Linked DNA regions of Mus musculus: region 1 is linked to region 2. A link is a contact called in public promoter capture Hi-C data. All regions are on one chromosome and are shown on one strand. Each heading gives the region's core, a stretch centred on a gene start, on an enhancer-like site or on the middle of the called end of the contact. The rest is flanking DNA. Distances are from core to core; before and after follow the strand shown. Region 1 holds the start of Olfr319 (olfactory receptor 319). Region 2 holds the start of Olfr224 (olfactory receptor 224).

Evidence for each region. Capture Hi-C pulls out chosen DNA fragments and counts their contacts.
Region 1: a promoter capture Hi-C map of adipose tissue shows a contact between it and region 2. The contact joins the promoter of Olfr319 here to the promoter of Olfr224 in region 2.

Annotation. Positions count from the first base shown.
Region 1 is chr11:58,699,609-58,704,248 of GRCm38.p6, reverse strand. Olfr319 (olfactory receptor 319) reads right to left here and starts at 2,546. Exons shown (of 1, transcript NM_146500.2): 1 at 1,626-2,546. The coding sequence starts at 2,546. The coding sequence ends at 1,626.
Region 2 is chr11:58,568,016-58,572,541 of GRCm38.p6, reverse strand. It overlaps Olfr224 (olfactory receptor 224), which reads left to right and starts at 1,974. Exons shown (of 4, transcript NM_207695.2): 1 at 1,974-2,013; 2 at 3,738-3,835; 3 at 4,345-4,502.

The DNA of each region.
Region 1 (4,640 bases), core at 1,297-3,796, 130 kb before region 2:
TGGTCTGAAGTTCTCTATCTTTGTTGGGTCTTTTTGTGGTTTAGGTATCAGAGTAATTGTGGCTTCATAGAATGAGTTGGGTAGAGTACCTTCTGCTTCTATTTTGTGGAATAGTTTGTGAAGAACTGGGATTAGATCCTCTTTGAAGGTCTGATAGAACTCTGCACTAAACCCATCTGGTCATGGGCTTTTTTTGGTTGGGAGACTATTAATGACTGCTTCTATTTCTTTAGGGGATATAGGACCTGATCTTGATTTAATTTTGGTACCTGGTATCTGTCTGGAAACTTGTCCATTTCATCCAGGTTCTCCAGTTTTGTTGAGTATACCCTTTTGTAGAAGGATCTGATAGTGTTTTGGATTTCTTCAGGATCTGTTGTTATGTCTCCCTTTTCATTTCTGATTTTGTTAATTAGGATGCTTTTCCTGTGCCCTCTAGTGAGTCTGGCTAAGGGTTTATCTATCATGATGATTTTCTCAAAGAACCAGCTCCTCGTTTGGTTGATTCTTTGAATAGTTCTTCTTGTTTCCACTTGGTTGATTTCGCCCATGAGTTTGATTATTTCCTGCCATCTACCCCTCTTGGGTGAATTTGCTTCCTTTTGTTCTAGAGCTTTTAGGTGTGTTGTCAAGCTGCTAATGTGTGCTCTCTCTAGTTTCTTTTTGGAGGCACTCAGAGCTATGAGTTCACACATATAATCTTGTTCTTTAAAAGATATTCAGACATTTTCTTGAAATAACATTATTGCTCTCAGAATTTATTGTACATTAGCCATGGAAAAAATGCAGATATTTTCTATGTTTTCTAAAGAAGAACAATTTGGGGTCTGTTTCTCAAATGTCCTTATCATAAGTTAGCATGGGTGATCAACATAAATATAAACATGGGAGCTCACCACAAAGTTGTTCGTGGAAAGAGACACAGTGCAAAGAGTCAGACAGATTCATTGATGATGTTTATTACAAAGTCATAGTGAATTTTGGAAAATAGTATTAATAAAGGGAGTCAGCAAGACATCATAAAACAGCCTAGGAGAGCTTGGAAATCATATTCTTGTGGTAATAATCACACAAGTATCAAAGCAAGCATTAAGTTGGCTCCCTCCTTATTTCTTTCAGAATTGTCCTTAAAATATGTCACATTATAAAAACAGACACACATGCTTATGTAATTGTTGTGCCTACAAAAAAAAACAATGAAATATTCCAGATTTATGTAAAATATCTGCACAAGTATAGCTATAATCATAAACTGCAGAAGGGGCTTCCAGAGAAAGTGGAAGGCAAGTGTGGAACAGGCAACTGTATAGAATGCCACAGTTGGAGAAGCCGTGGTACCTTGCACCAGGGCAGATGGTAAGAAAATCAGTGGAAAGCCAATCTAGGCTGATGGGCAGCCAGAGATGGCAGGTACAAAGACAAAGTCCTTCCGTATCCCCAGGAGCCAACATTCAGATTAAACCATCAACTCGGTGTGACACTGTGTGGGCAAAGATTCCGGTTCTTGTTCATTCAGCAAGACAAGCTGATAAGCTTCCACCAGAATATCAATCCTAAAATCATTCCAGAGAGTGTCCAAGACTAACTTTAGATCAGTCCACCCCAAAGTCCCATGTAAATTTCCATCACCCCATTTGTCTCCTCAGCGCCCCAATGACCTCCTTGTTCCTCAGACTATAGATGAATGGGTTCAGAACAGGGGTGACGATTGAGTAGAGCACAGCCACCACTTTGTCCCTTCCAGGAGAATGCAAGGAGTGTGGCTGGGTGTAGGTGCAGAGACCGGTGACATAGAACAGACTGGCCACAGTCAGGTGTGAGGAGCAGGTGGACACAGCTCTACTCTGTCCCTGCCCTGAACCCATCTGGAATACAACAACCAAGACCCGAGCATAGGAAGCTAGGATGGCCAGGAAGGGGAGCAACACAAGGACAAGGACACTCATGACAATCATATGCTCATATTGGGATGTGTCTTCACACACAAGTGGCAGGAGAGATGGAACCTCACAGAAAAAGTGGTTAACCATCCTAGACCCACAGAAAGGAAGTTGAAACACATACACTGTATGCGCTAAAGCATTGATGGAGCTGCTGCTCCAGGCACTGGCGACCATGGAGCAGCAGATCTTCCTGCTCATGAGCACAGGGTAGTGCAAGGGTTGGCAGATGGCTATATACCTGTCATAGGACATGAAGCCCAGCAGGAGAGCTTCACACCCAGCAAGACTCATAAACATAAAGACTTGGATCTCACATCCTAAAACGGAAATGGCCTTGGTGTCTGAGATGAAGTTAGCTCCCATCTTGGGCACAGTGGTAGATATGCACATCATGTCAATGATGGAGAGCTGGCTGAGGAAGAAGTACATGGGGGTGTGGAGTCTTCTATCCAGCCTGATGAGGAGGACCAGTGTGATGTTGCCTATGAGAGCCACTGCAAAGAGGATGGAGATGACTGTGAAGAGGAAGGTGTCCATGTGTCCATACTGGAAAAGACCAACCAAGGTGAAGTCTGTCCCGCAGCTGTGGTTTCCTGTCTCCATGGCTTAGACTGAACCATCAGAGCAGATGTACTCTGGAAAGGGTGTGGCCAGGTGAGGACTGTCCTTGAGCATACATTTCTGGACTAGCTGTAGGGAACACTTCTATCCTTCTTTTACACTTTCATCTATTGAAAAACAGTTCTTTTAGTTATTTTTATATATTATAATTTCTGCAAAATAATTAATAGTTACACATGCTAATGTCAGGCTTATGTTTCAGAGGGTGCATGTAGCATGCATGCATTAAGTCATGGGATCTCTTCTCTATCCCCTTCATTTCTCCTGGTCATTTCTCGAGTTTGAGGTCTGCAAGCTCTTCCTGATCAAGGTCTTCATGAATACAAATATTCCAAGCTCTTTGTAAGGGATTCATGTCACAATCAGCTCTTTTTTACCAGAGAAAGGACTTTCAATTTTTTTGTTTTGTTTTTTGTTTTTGTTTTTCAGGACAGGGTTTCTCTGTGTAGCCCTGGCTGTCCTGGAACTCACTTTGTAGACCAGGCTGGCCTCAAACTCAGAAATCAGCCTGCCTCTGCCTCCTGAGTGCTGGGATTAAAGGCATGCACAACCACGCCCGGCCAGAAAGAACTTTTAAAAGGTTTATTTTTTTTAATACAATTTTGTGTAGCTCATGTTGGTTTTGGAACACCATGTAGCCACAATCATAAAATAAAATCACAATTTTGTTATCCTCCTGCCTCTGTCTCCCATGTGTTAGGATTACAAGTGTGCACTGTCACACCCACATTATGAAATCGTGATCAAACAAAGGTTTGCTGCAGGGTACATGAACACTCCCCAGCTGAACGAAATCCCTAGTCCTGCATGCAGGACTTGAACTCAACATAGAATAAATTAACAACTTGAAGTTTGCCACACAACAAGTCAGCACACTCTACGTCAATAATGAGTAAATTACAATAAAAATGGATTTAAAAAACACATCGAGAAACAGTTGATCACACCACAATAAATTTCATGCTAAGCACATTGCAATGTCCTGCATCATAGCTCTAGGGTGGTGATCCAGATCTATTTGCCTGTGGGGGTCACAGCTAAGGCTAGCAGCATGAGTTCAGCCACACATAGCACTGTCTATTGGAATTGTCAGCCAGCCTCAAACCTTACGGAGAGAGATGAGGTGATTCAGCATTTTTCCTGACCATCACAGACTCAGCAAAGAGTTTGCTATCAACAAAATGAGCAGCAAATTGGAGATGCCTCCATTACAGCACTGCCTTTTCTCACAGCCTTGCCAGGCAGATAGGTCTGTGTCACTGGCCTGCATGTTTAGTATAAATTTGAAGATAGATGTCTCAGGCTTCTACTATTCAATGGTTTAACCATGGTCAGTAACTCATCAAGGCACCCAGGAACTGGACAAATGGTGCAACTACGGATATGGAAACAGCAACCTCACAGGAAAGTTAAAAAACATTCAAGTCAACAATAGAATTAAATGCACCACGAATTATACAAATATTTACTATATGCAGTGAATTAAAACATTGCTATTTTAAAAGTATTTTAGAAGTGCAATAGAATCTGCTGCATATCAGGAATATGGTGGAATATAATGGAATATAATTCTAGGATAACATTAGTTTTAAAAACTGAGGTCTAAACAAAAAAGAGATGCCTATCTATACCCCAAGAAGGAACCCTGTGACTCTGCCTATCCTTCTCCTTAAGGGAAGAATTTGTTAGACTACATGCCTGTGTTCCCATGCGGGAACACTGAGCCTCAGCTCTCACCTCTAAAACTGTGAGATGGTTACGCTCTTCAGGGTAACCTGGCTGCAGTCACTTTCACAATGCACATATTTTTAAAGCAATACCTAAAAATGCTTCTAGCCTAAAATTAATCTAAATCAGAACATGAGCCAAGAAGAAAAGGATGCAGTGTGCAGTACAGGGTGATGACTGTCACACGTACCTGAACCAGCAGGGGAGGACAAGTTGTGACTTCTCAACAATCCTCACTCAGTTCTGCTTCACTTCAATACTTCACTGGCTGCAGGGCTCCTCGACAGCTTAAGGGATGTGCCAGCGACAAAGCTTCTGGCCTCCAGCCACCTGAGTTTTGAACATGGC
Region 2 (4,526 bases), core at 725-3,224:
TATCATGCCTGGGCCAGGCAGTGTCTTTGCAAAAAACTTTACTGCATATGTACACATTGGTTGTTTGTCCAATCTTATGCGTGGTGGCCAGCAGTAGTCAGTGCCACTCTGCAACAGCACATGTGGCTTCCCACAAATATTCTGTAATTTTTTTAGGTCTCTATTGAAAAGGAAACTAACATTTAAACTGAAGACAGTTCTAAAGAATATGGTTTGTCACTCTGGAAATCAGTTTGGCAGTTCCTCAGAAAATTGGACATAGTACTACAGGAAGATCCAGCAATACCACTCCTGGGCATATACCCAGAAGATGCTTCAACTTGTAATAAGGACACATGTTCTACTATGTTCATAGCAGCTTTATTTATAATAGCCAGAAGCTGAAAAGAACCCAGATGTCCCTCAACAGAGGAATGGATACAGAAAATGTGGTACATTTACACAATGAAGTACTATGCAGCTATTCAAAACAATGAATTTATGAAATTCTTAGGGAAAATGGATGTATCTGGAGGATATCATCCTGAGTGAGGTAACCCAATCACAAAAGAACACACATGATATGCATTCACTGATAAGTGGATATTAGCCCAGAAACTTAGAATACCCAAGATACAATTTGCAAAACTCATGAAACTCAAGAAGAAGGAAAACCAAAGTGTGGGTACTTCATTTCTTCTTAGAAGGGGGAACAAAATACCCATGGAAGGAGTTACAGAGGCAAAGTTCAGACCTGAGACTGAAGGGAGGATTATCCAGAGACTGTCCCACCTGGGTATCCATCCCATAAACAACCACCAAACCCAGACACTATTGCATATACCTACAAGATTATGTTGACAGGACCCTGATATAGCTGTCTCCTGTGAGGCTATGCTAATGCCTGGTAAATACAGAAGTGGATACTCACAGTCATCTATTGAATGGAACACAATGGAGGAGCTAGAGAAAGTACTCAAGGAGCTGAAGGGGGTCTGCAGCCCTGTAGGAGGAACAACAATATGAACTAACCAATATCCCCAGAGCTCATGTCTCTAGCTGCATATGTAGCAGAGGATGGCCTAGCTGGCCATCAGTGGGAGGAGAGGCCCTTGGTCTTGCAAAGATTCCATGCCCCAGTATAGGGAAATGCCAGGGCCAGGAAGTGGGAGTGGGTGTGTTGGGGAGCAGGGAGAGGCAGGAGGGTGTAGGGATTTTCAGAGAGGAAACTAGGAAAGGGGATAGCATTTGAAATGTAAATGAAGAAAACATCTAATTAAAAAAGAAAAAAAAAGAAAAGAAAAAAAATAAATAAAAGAATATGGTTTGTGACTGACAGCAGAACACGGGATGATGGGCTGAGGGAAGGACAAGATGGAGCATGAAGCCGGACGGTGGTGGCACACGCCTTTAATCCCAGCACTCGGGAGGCAGAGGCAGGCAGATTTCTGAGTTCGAGGCTAGCCTGGTCTACAGAGTGAGTTCCAGGACAGCCAGGGCTACGAAAAACCAAAAAAAAAAAAAAAAAAAAAAGATGGAGCATGAAGGACGAGGCCTCGTGTCCGCACCTACGTAAAACATGTCACGGAAGTCACTGGAAGTTTATATGAACACATACCCAGAAGGAGAGAGAGGAGGAGGAGGAGAGAGTTCTGGGAGGGAGAGAATTCTGCACAGTGAACGAGAGCCTAGACACACAATAGCTGACTCGAGTTGGACCAGATTGTTATTTGTGATTGTAATATTCCAGGTTATTGTTAATGATGGCTGTGATTTTCCACTATTAAAAAAAAAACCCACCAACAACAACAGAAGAGTAAATCGGACTTAGCAGAGGTTTCTGTTAGCGTCCATGGCTCTCTTAATTGCATTCTTCTTAAAGTCCCAGAGGGGAGATATTAACAGAAATCTTTATCTGGGAATGAGTAGAGTCCAGCCAGGGATGACGTCACTTGGCTCCTGGTCCTTCTGCACTTAACCAGCTGCTGTCCCTTGTTCATACGGCTAAGGGTACAGCTGCAGCTGCATCTGATGGTGAGTAAAACCGGACAGGAGAGTCAGCATGACACAGGGTGGTCACTTCACAGTCTGTTTGATATTTGTGGGGTTTGTTTGTAATCTTTTTTTTTCAATTTTTTATTAGGTATTTTCTTCATTTACATTTTGAATGCTATCCCGAAAGTCCCTCCATACCCTTCCTGCCCCCTGCTCCTCTATGCACCCACTCCCACTTCTTGGCTCTGGTGTTCCCCTGTACTAATGTGAAGAAAAGAATCACTAACTTTTTCTTTTTCTTTTTCTTTTTCTTTTTCTTTTTCTTTTTCTTTTTCTTTTTCTTTTTCTTCTTCTTCTTCTTCTTCTTCTTCTTCTTCTTCTTCTTCTTCTTCTTCTTCTTCTTCTTTTCCTTTTCCTTTTTCTTTTCTCTTCTCCTTCTCCTTCTCCTTCTCCTTCTTCTTCTTCTTTTTTTTTTATTTTAAGATACAGTTTCTCTGTGTATACCTGGGTGCTCTGGCATTCACTCATTCTATAGATAAGGCAGGACTCTGACTCTGTCACCTCAGTTAGATGTAACATTATGTGGCAACACACCTGGCTTCTTCATAAAGTTTCCCTTTAGTATTTCCTTACTGAATTATTTTTAAAACTACTGAATTAGGCCAAATGTTTTCCTACTTTAATTAACATGTGTTTGGTGTTTTTCAGAGAAGGTATCTCTACTACCTTACTGTCCTACACACACACACACACACACACACACACACACACACACACACACACACACACACACACACACACACCAGTCTTGCCTTGATAAGATTGGTAATCCCCCTGCCTCAGTGCCAAAAGTACAAGGATTGTACTAGGTATCTGCCAACACCCACCCTTCCTCCTCTATTTTTAAGTATTCATGTGACAATACATTAGTTTCCAAAACTGTGTCTCGTGTTGTTTGTTTAATTTCAAGTGTGGGCCCATTTTGAGGGTTGCAAAAAATGTAAAGATAACCATCTCAATCTTATCATATGAAGCAGACAGTGGGTGACATAAATTCACACTGTACATTCCTGGGGAAGTACTGCTTCCCATAGAACAAAGTCAGGTGCCCACTCTGTGCTTAATCACAGGGCAAGCACTCGTTCTGTCAGTGATTGTGTGAAGTGAGGCAGATGCCTGAGACCCCAAGCTTCTCTTCTCTAAAAGAAGAAAAGATGCTGAATCCTTTGGAAGCACCAGGGTGGTTCAGGAATGCTTCTGGCTTGGGATGCTGAGCTGCCATTGTTCTGCCTTCACTGTTAGAAATACAAAGGGCTAACAATGCACCAAGCTGTTCACAGGACATCAAATGGCACAGCATGGGTAAGGACAACACAGCTCCCAATCCCTTGCCTTCTGCAGACACCACATTTCTGATCTCACTGCTGCCTGGGGACAATGATGCCAGTGGTCCACACTTAACAGAGGACTCTGACCTTCCCAGCACACCTCCTGCCCCTCACCTGCCTCCTGACCTCCACTCAGCCAGCAGAAGGTGTTCAGGGTTTCTCATAGCCTGTGGATTCCTCCCTGGTCTTTGTTCGGTGTTCACAAACATAAACTGAGTCAGCAGGTAAACAGAAGGTGAATGTCAGAAAGCTTTCATAATTCAATAGATCTGAGTCTCCATTCACAAATACAGCTTAGTAAAACAGAAATCTACCTTGTTTCTCTCTATCTCTCAGTCTATTTCCTGTCTGTATTGTACCCATCTCTTCCCACAGGTCCCAGATCTGTCTGGTATTTATGGGAAGGCATCAAGAACCTCTCTGCTCCATCAGCATCTTGGGCACCACATGGCTCTTTAAGACTTCAGTATCAGGTTTGTCTTTCTGTTTTTAATTTTAGAATCGTGACAGAGATATAAACTGTTGCTGAGACTTGTGACTGCTGTCCCAACAACCCATCCCTTGAAGCAGTTGATAACATCTCTGAAAGATGAGATTCCATTTTCTTCCTATTGCCTTGAGCTACCAAAATGTAGTATCAACTACTTCAGAAATAATAATAAAAAACATTAAAAAATCTCCTGTCTTAAAAGTACAAATGGAAGAGGCATTTCTGAGGCTGAGTAAATTCTGTCTGACACTGTTTCTCACTCTGCTATGCCTACTGAAACCTTCAAGCTTAGTTCACATCCATGTGCTGTTTTCCAGCACAGCTGGACACTGACCTTGTTTAGTGCACTAAAGGTTCATGTGTCCCTGGACTTCCCTCAGCATCTAACACAGAGGCGGCCTGTGAGTGTGGGGTGGAGGGAACAGTGAACGGCTCTCAGGTGCCGGCTCTCAGGAGCAGCTCAGGGCTGTCTGTGTTTCCTCTGCTTCTCAGACTCCATGAGGAAGTGGCTGAAGTCCACACAGATGCTGCTGCCACAGCCTGACCTGGCCACCAGCAGTGACTGCTAAACCCTCAGTCTGCTGCTGAGGCTTAGAGCAAATGAACAACCTGTGAAGAGATGAACTTGGAGAAGCAGAGACCTAAAAATGGTGATGCTTTCCACTGTCTAGCCA